Regions from separate parts of the Mus musculus genome. Here regions 2 and 3 are each linked to region 1. A link is a contact called in public Hi-C data. All regions are on one chromosome and are shown on one strand. The core of a region is the stretch at or near the end of the contact, and the rest is flanking DNA. Distances in the headings are between cores, read along the strand shown.

Region 1 (2,585 bases), core at 25-2,524:
ATCAGGGATAAATGCAGGATCTTTTGCAATGATAAGCTAATCAAGGTGCCAAGAAAACAGTAAGGACACCTGTGCACCTAATATCAGCTTCAAACACCAGGAGGCACTGGCCCCATCTCAGCAACTGTACCGGCTGGTTTTGTGTCAACTTGACACAGGCTGGAGTTATCACAAAAAAAAGGAGCTTCAGTTGGGGAAATGCCTCCATGAGATCCAGCTGTAAGGCATTTTCTCAATTAGTGATCAAGGGGGAAAGGCCCCTTATGGGTGGGACCATCCCTGGGCTGGTAGTCTTGGATCTATAAAAGAGCAGGCTGAGCAAGCCAGGGGAAGCAAGCCAGTAAAGAACATCCCTCCGTGGCTTCTGCATCAGCTCCTGCTTCCTGACCTGCTTGAGTTCCAGTCCTGACTTCCCTTGGTGATGAACAGCAATGTGGAAGTGTAAGCTGAATAAACCCTTTCCTCCCCAACTTGCCTCCTGGTCATGATGTTTGTGCAGGAATGGACACCCTAAGACAGCAACTGACAGAGAAACTAGAAAAAGAGCACAGAATTTAAAGGGTTTGAGCAATGCAATCGATTCTGTCCTAATTGGTATAAACATCACACATGCCATCTTCAGAACTGAATGTTTTCTAGATGGTATGCTATGGTCCCCATAACATAGACCATAGGTCAGCCCTAAAACCTGTGGTGCACACAGTATGCTCTCAGATGCCAGCAATCAATAGCAATACACAATGTAGGGAAACAGAGCCACCTACTTCTAAATGACCAGCACAGCACTAGGGGATTCAAGAGTGAAGTTAGAAAATACTTGACCTGAAGTGAGGATTTAGACGTACCATGCGGAAGTTTCTGGAGTGTAGCTGAAGCAGAGTTTAGAGGGATTTGTATGGATTTAAATGCTGACAGTAAGAAAAACAAACAAACAAACAAACAAACAAACAGGTTGGGGCTGGAGAGATGGCTCAGTGGTTAAGGGGACTGGCTGCTCTTCCAGAGGACCTGGGCTTGAATCCCAGTAACCATGTGGTGGTTCACATCCATCTGTAGATCTAGTTCCAGGGGATCTGATCTCTCTTCTGACCTCTGTAGGCTTCAGCATGAATATAGTGCACAGACATACATGCAGGCCAAACACCCATACACATAAAATTAAATACATAAATATAAAAAAAAATTAAAATCCCTGTCCCTAGAAGCATTGCAAGTGTGGCTGCTATGTCACATATTGACCACTAGGTGGCAGAGGAGAGACGATGACTATGCTCTGATTAGTAGCCTAACATTCCCTGAAGAAAGCGATCCTGAGATGACCACCAGTCTTGTTCTACACAGGGTGGAGGCAGACCATACCTGAGATGACCCATGCCAGGTGCCATAACGCACCATCTTGGCATAGCACTCCTGAGATCACTCCTGAGGTGACTCCAGACACCCAAACTCCTGGCACCACTAAAAGGAGCAAAGAAGTGGTGGAGAGATGGGAGAGAAAAAGAAAGAGAAGGATGTGGGCACAGTGAAAAAAGGCAGAGCTGGAGACTCAAGGGTAGTGAGAAACAGGCTGGTGTGAGTAGCTGATGTGTTAGCCAGTGATGCCACCTGGGACCGTGGTGGGGTCCTGGCCTGTGCTGCCACAGGGGAGCACATCTGGACCATGGCCCTGTAGCAGCAGGGGTCTGTTACCACCAAAGGCCAGACAGACATTCCTACCACCCAGGGACATGTCTGAGGGTTCTGCAGACCTGGCCCCACCCCTTACCTGGACATCGTGGAAGAGCTGGCCCTTGGGGGAGTGGGAGCAGAAAGCTGACCCCAGCCCTATGCAGCTGCAGTACTCGGGAGAAAGCCCCGTTCATTGCGCACATTGTGGGAGTTGTGAGTGGTCCTCCCACCCCAGGATACTAGCCAGTGTGGGAGACCTGGCCCTACCCTAGTCTCCTATGCAGTGGCTGTAGGAGGGAAAGATACTCTCTTCCCTCCTCACCTCTCACTATCTGCAGCAGGCAGGAGACCTGAGCCTGGGGCCACGAGAGCAGGAGAGCAGGCCCTGCCTTCACCTACTGCGGCACTCAGAGCAGGCCCTGCTCCTTGCCTGGGCAGCACAGTAGAGCTCCCCCTGATGGTGGGGGTGGGGGTGAGCCAGTTTTGAGGACGTGAGCTTGGGAGAGCTGCTGGCCCCACCACTTGTCTTCCATTCGAGGGAGAAATGTCTCCCCTCACTCTTGTCCCTTGCCACCGATGGCAGGCAGGAGAACTGGCTCCGAGGTCGTCAGAGTGGGAGAGCCGGCTCTTGCCCTGGGCAGCACAGCGGAGCCAGCTCTGGATGTGGTGGTGGTTGCTGGTGATCTGGTTCTGAGGGTGTGAGTGTGGGAGAGCCAGCCCTGCCTCTTGTCTGCTGGGTGGAGGCATGGAAAAGGGAGAGATGCCCTCCTTCCCTCCTCATCCCTTGCCATCTATGGCAGGCAGGAGAGCTGGCCCCAGAGTCATGAGAGTGGGAGAACTGGCCATGTCCCACACATGTACAACTGTACTACTCAGGAGAGCAGGCCCTGAACCATGCCTGGGCAGCAGGGTAGAGC
Region 2 (2,585 bases), core at 25-2,524, 320 kb after region 1:
TTGCTGATTCTGTGTGAGCAGGCGAAGTCCCTTCCTGGTCTATAGCCTAATATATACACATGTGTCTATATGTCTATATCAATACCTGTATAGATATATATTGACATTCATTTATATAACCACATTCAATTCTTGTCTCTTCACTGCCTAGCCTCTCAAGGGAAATTCTTATAAATCTAAGGGCATGCATAGGCTTTGGGTTCAGATTGGCATTTTGCTCATGGATAACTGTCCCACATGGCATTGGTTAGTCATTTGGCCTCTAAGCTTCTCTTCCCTACTTTGCCAAATGGTCCTGGCAATGGCGATGCCCAGCTTCTGGTGCCATTGAAGTGAAGTGAGCCACCGCACAGCATTTGCTGCTGATGAAAAGCTCTGTGAAGGGAGTTGTTCTCATTAGAAACGCTGTGGAATATTCCTCACACTTGTGTAAAATTCAGCCCTTTTAAAGAGGGAGTTTTTCATAGGTTCCCCAAGGATGCATATACAGAAACCTTGGCTAGCAGTAAGTTTCACAGCACAAATGGTATAAGAATTTTTGCACAGCATATCACACACACACACACACACACACACACACACACACACACACACAAAGTCAAAAACTGAAGCAGTTCTGGAGAACTTGCAGAACCTGAGACGTGTTGTCTGGCCCCAGTCTCAGAAGCTTGCATTTACCGAGCTGGAAGATGAATGGGGGCAGAAGGCTCTTGCCCTCACTGGCCTTGAGTGTCCCTGCAGAAGGCAGTCTTAATGTGGCTTCGTGGGTGGCAGAGACCTCAACCTTTTGTTCCTCCGTGGTGGCCGCAGGAGCCATAGGCCACTGCTTTGTCTCTGGTGACTTCGCCTGGAATGGAGCCAACCCACAGCTGTATGCATGCTTCACCCTAGCCCAGAAACCAGCAGCGCTTTGCACACAATGGAGAGGAACAGGCTGCGGCAAGGGGAGGCCTCCTGGGCAGAGAGAGAGAAATTTGGTCCAGGGAAAACAATCCAGCTCTGAAATCTTCCATCTTTAGCAGATGGAGAAATCACCACAGCAAAAAAAAAAAAAAGAAAGAAAGAAAAAAAAGAAAAAGAAAAAAAAAGGGGGGGGGTGGCTGCCATAGCAGAGAAGACCTAGCAGCTAAACAGGAAGAGAGTCTATATCCCCCCACTACCACTGCCCCAGGACCACAGTAGCAAAAGAAGTTCTGTGCAACCCGAGGCTCCTTTGGGGTTTGCACATAGTCTGTCTGTAATGCCAGGCCTCAGCCCAACCTCTCACCACATGCCGCCTCTTCTCTAGCAGGAGCCAGCTTCTGGGAGTCACCCTGGACACAGACCCAGAACAAACCATCCAGATATTTCCATTGTTGGGTTCAAAGAGATCCCTAGGGCAGCTCCCTCCCTACAAGTAGCATGCGGCAGCTACACACACACACACACACACACACACACACACACACACACACACGGAGAGGGGGAGAGAGAGGTCTCTGTAGTAAACAACTTAGCTGCCCACCATTCTCTTTCCCCACAACCTAAGAACAAGTCTAAATGATGATGGGGCAATGAGCAGACTCATTCTGCAAACATGAACAGGGACCAGTGCCATGTGGGAGTAATCTGAGAGACAGCAGCAGCCTTGCCTCAGGACGCCTCCCTGAAGCTCTTTCTCCACTGGAGATGCAGCTGACAGAAGCTATAGAACGTGAATGCTATTTCTCTCACCCCAGGAGACCACGAGAAAGAAGAAGAGGAAGAAAATGAAATGATGTGAACCAAGCCCAGCATTCTAGAATGTACCCGGTGGTGACTCTGCAGGGCACAGAGTCGCTCTCCCCTCAGCAATGGAATGCAGCTGCTCTAGGGAGCTCATCTGTAGACTGCGGGTTCACAGCGCTACTGGAGGCGGGCCAGGCCCAAAGCACCCCCAGAAAACTGTGAGGTTAGTGGAGGAATTAGTTGTGTTCTAAATCACCACGACGCAGCACAGTCCATCAGTTTTGAAAGGGAGAGTTGCTGCAGTGTTGGTGATAGGCAGAGCTCAGAGAACCACAGCTGCCTTCCTCCTGTGAACGGAAAGTTTCCAGGGGGCAGCTAGACAATATATGCCAGAGGCCTTGCTCAACTAGACTTCCAGGAAGCTAGCCTGAGAAGGTAGTCTGATGGGTTGTGTTGGAATGCGTGTGTTCTCTTCAGTGTGTGATGCTCAGTCCTCATTGACAACTTGACGAAATCACCATCACCTAGAAACCTTTGAGTGTGTCCGGGAGAGGTCTCCAGAGAGGTTTGAGAAAAGGAGGGTCCATGTTAAAGGAGGGCACCACCTTTCTGTTGGCTGGGAACCCAGAACCAATGAACTGGAGCATGTGAACTGAGCCCGGCATTCAAGTCTTTTTCCTGATTACAGACACCACGTCCCCCCTCTTCCCCTTCCTCCCCACCCCTCCATCATGTCTTCCCCTTCTGGGATGCGACCCAAGATAAACCCTTCCTTCTCTAGGCTGCACTGGCTGGCTACTTGGTCACAACTCTGAGAAAAGTAACTAATACCGAGTGCTGTTTGCGATAAACATAAATGGCCCACAGTCAGGCTGGGC
Region 3 (2,585 bases), core at 64-2,563, 300 kb after region 1:
CTGACATTTGTTAGATGTAGACTGCCTTCAGAACCAGCACTGACAGATACTTTGTAGCATTATTAGATCAATAACGAGGAAACAAGATATCTATGGAGTCCTGTCTGTAGGCCATGGGTTACCATGTTTAATCCTTATCACAACCCCAAAGGATTAGTGCCCTTAGCATCCTCAAAAATGAAGACAAATCTGAGATTCTTGGTGATGGTGGTATTGGTAATCAGAGTCTAACTTAAGTTCAATGGAGGGCAATGAAACTCAAAGGATTATAGTTCTAAGTGATCTCCAAGGTTAAACAATCTTTAATCTCCAGAATCTCAGATTCCTCTTTGCAAAGTGGGATAATAAATGAGCCTTCTTTTCTCTCTGCTGGGCACCAGCTGCTTGCTGTTGAAATGGGCAAGGGCATGAAAGTGGTGCTGGTCCTGACTGGATGCTACTCCGGATGCAAAGCCGTCAATCTGAGGAACATCCAGGATGGCACCTCAGATGCTCACAGCCATGCTCTGGTGGCTGGAACTGACCACTACCGCCTAAAAGTGTCAGCTGCATAGGCAACAAGAAAATCACCAGGAGATCAGAGATCATGTCCTCTGCGAATTTATATGAGTACAATCACCTCTTGCTCACAACGTACTCTGCAGATATCCCCTCAGACAAAACTGTTGTCAACAAAGATGTCTTAGAGGCCCTTTGGAGCTCTAAAATGCATAGCCATGCAGAAGGCAGGAGGCCAAATGTGAGGAAAGATACAAGACAGGAAAGAACAAATGGTTTTCCCAGAAACTGCCTTTAGGTATATTTTTGTTTCCATCATTAAAATTTTAAGGGGAGGACTAATAATTTTTTACCTGGCCAGAATGAGCGTGTGCCTCAGTGGTAGAGCATGCATTTAACATGCGTAAGGCCCTGAGGACCACAAAAAAAATGCATAGGCCTACCACAGAGGGTCTGTGTATGGCTGAACAGGATCAGACACAAATACCATATAGCACAACGTAATAACCAGCACAAGAACATTAGACAAAGTTCTGTTTTCCTTGAGGTTCTGTCTCTCTCCTCCCCCTCCAAGTCCCTCCTTCCTTCTTCTCCTCCCTTTCTTCCTTTCCACTTCCCTGTCTCTTTTCCTTTCTCTTTTTCTTCTTCCTCTCTTCCTCTCTTCCTCTCTTCCCCCCCCTCTCTCTCCCCTCCTTTCTTTCTCCCTTTTTATACTTTATCATCTCCATACCGTTCCCAGCCACTGCTTGGTTTGAGGAAGGATGAACTAATGAGCTCAAGAGAGCCTGCATTTCAGTCATCAATGAATCACTGGGCGATGACTGCATCCCCCTGGAAATAGGAGGCCTGGAAGCTTCTTGCTTACACAGAGCTGGCTGCACACCCAGCAGGGGCTCAGGGCACAGTTGCTAAATGATAGATGACACTGTTGCTCCAGGTAGTGTGCTCACTGGGTGGATATGAGCTATTTTTCTTTATAGAATCATTCTCCTGCTGTGACTGGAACACCAGACTGGGATTCTCCTACAGAGAAATAGGACACCTGCCCTCGATGGGGTTTGACACAGAAGGCATCTGCAGTCAGAACGCCTAGATCTGATTCATAATGCTGGTGCTGGTTTTACTCTGCAACCTTGAGAAAGCGACTTGCCCTCTCTGAGCCTCAATTTTCTCATCTGTAAGAGGAGGATAGTGGAGAAGGTGTGTTGGAGCTGTGTGAAATGTGATAACAGATACTTAATATATAATGTGTTTATTGAATGATCACAAATATTAGTTGTGATTATACCTGTGTGGTTTTCTAATAGTAAGGAGATCACGGAGGTATAAGTCAATGAGGGTGAGGCCCTAGAGACATTCTCAAGTAGAATGTACATTGGATTCATCTGCATTCTTTGAGAGACTCGCTCATGGTCCCTTGGAAGGTAGAGGCAGGCAAACCTCTGAGTTCGAGGCCAGCCTGGTCTACAGAGTGAGTTCCAGGACAGCCAGGACTACACAGAGAAGCTCTGTCAGGAAAAACAAAAAAACAGAACAAACAAATTAAAACAAAAACCACATATAGCACTACAGAACTTAGAGAGCACATGTGCACCTGAGAGAGGCAGTGACAGCACTGGGCAGCTGTGAAAAAGCTCAGGAGCCCTGTTGTGGGCTCTGTGGGAACAGAGGTATCCTCTGTGTATCACCAACAAGGCTAACTGAGTCATCACTGAGATAGCAATCATTCCACAACCTGACCCATGTGAATTACAGGCCCTAGGCTATGACCCACTCCCAGTGGCCCATCCATTCACTACATTCCAAACTTGGGGAGGCAAGAAGGCTCCTCAAAAGAGGACACCAAATGAGAATTCCTCAGGGGTGGGGTAGGGCTGGGATCCTTGGCTACAAAGGCAGGCTAAAGGCAGGCTCAGACTTCCACATCCCTAGCTCCAGACCACCCACACTCAGATTAGAAGACCAGTGTCTTAGCTATCAATATCATATATTGATATGACAAAAACCCGGACAGAAGTAAATTTAAATTAATTAAAAGTAATTAAGTTAATTACAGAAGAAAGGGTTTATTTTGGCTCACATTTCAA

The links. A called contact is a pair of places that touch in the nucleus more often than the background predicts.
Region 2: a contact with region 1 is called in a Hi-C map of CD8 T cells, with 2.7 times the contacts expected there. The contact joins two enhancer-like sites. A contact is called at or near these places in 9 of 39 promoter capture datasets (the C10 cell line, cranial neural crest, embryonic stem cells and 6 more), 2 of 15 datasets of contacts at CTCF or cohesin (the NIH/3T3 cell line and pro-B cells), 6 of 484 Hi-C or Micro-C datasets (the AML12 cell line, CD8 T cells, bone marrow-derived macrophages and 3 more) and 5 of 115 datasets of contacts at active chromatin or transcription factors (T-cell acute lymphoblastic leukemia, double positive thymocytes, embryonic basal ganglia and 2 more).
Region 3: a Hi-C map of bone marrow-derived macrophages shows a contact between it and region 1, with 23 read pairs. The contact joins two enhancer-like sites. A contact is called at or near these places in 2 of 39 promoter capture datasets (3T3-L1-derived adipocytes and neural stem cells), 1 of 15 datasets of contacts at CTCF or cohesin (the NIH/3T3 cell line), 3 of 484 Hi-C or Micro-C datasets (bone marrow-derived macrophages, cerebral cortex and nephron progenitors) and 1 of 9 other capture datasets (embryonic stem cells).

Annotation. Positions count from the first base shown.
Region 1 is chr3:103,391,742-103,394,326 of GRCm38.p6, forward strand. It overlaps the pseudogene Gm25009. Among named protein-coding and RNA genes, the nearest start is that of Gm25869, 34 kb to the right of the region's middle. Within about 2 kb of position 1,275, at least 33 of the 459 cell types and tissues checked have an H3K27ac peak or open chromatin away from gene starts, as enhancers often do. A contact at or near this core is called in CD8 T cells, bone marrow-derived macrophages, double positive thymocytes and 1 more, where this site is marked.
Region 2 is chr3:103,715,662-103,718,246 of GRCm38.p6, forward strand. No RefSeq gene overlaps it. Among named protein-coding and RNA genes, the nearest start is that of Olfml3, 21 kb to the right of the region's middle. Within about 2 kb of position 1,275, at least 97 of the 459 cell types and tissues checked have an H3K27ac peak or open chromatin away from gene starts, as enhancers often do. A contact at or near this core is called in CD8 T cells, double positive thymocytes and neural stem cells, where this site is marked.
Region 3 is chr3:103,694,403-103,696,987 of GRCm38.p6, forward strand. No RefSeq gene overlaps it. Among named protein-coding and RNA genes, the nearest start is that of Olfml3, 42 kb to the right of the region's middle. Within about 2 kb of position 1,314, at least 10 of the 459 cell types and tissues checked have an H3K27ac peak or open chromatin away from gene starts, as enhancers often do. A contact at or near this core is called in bone marrow-derived macrophages, where this site is marked.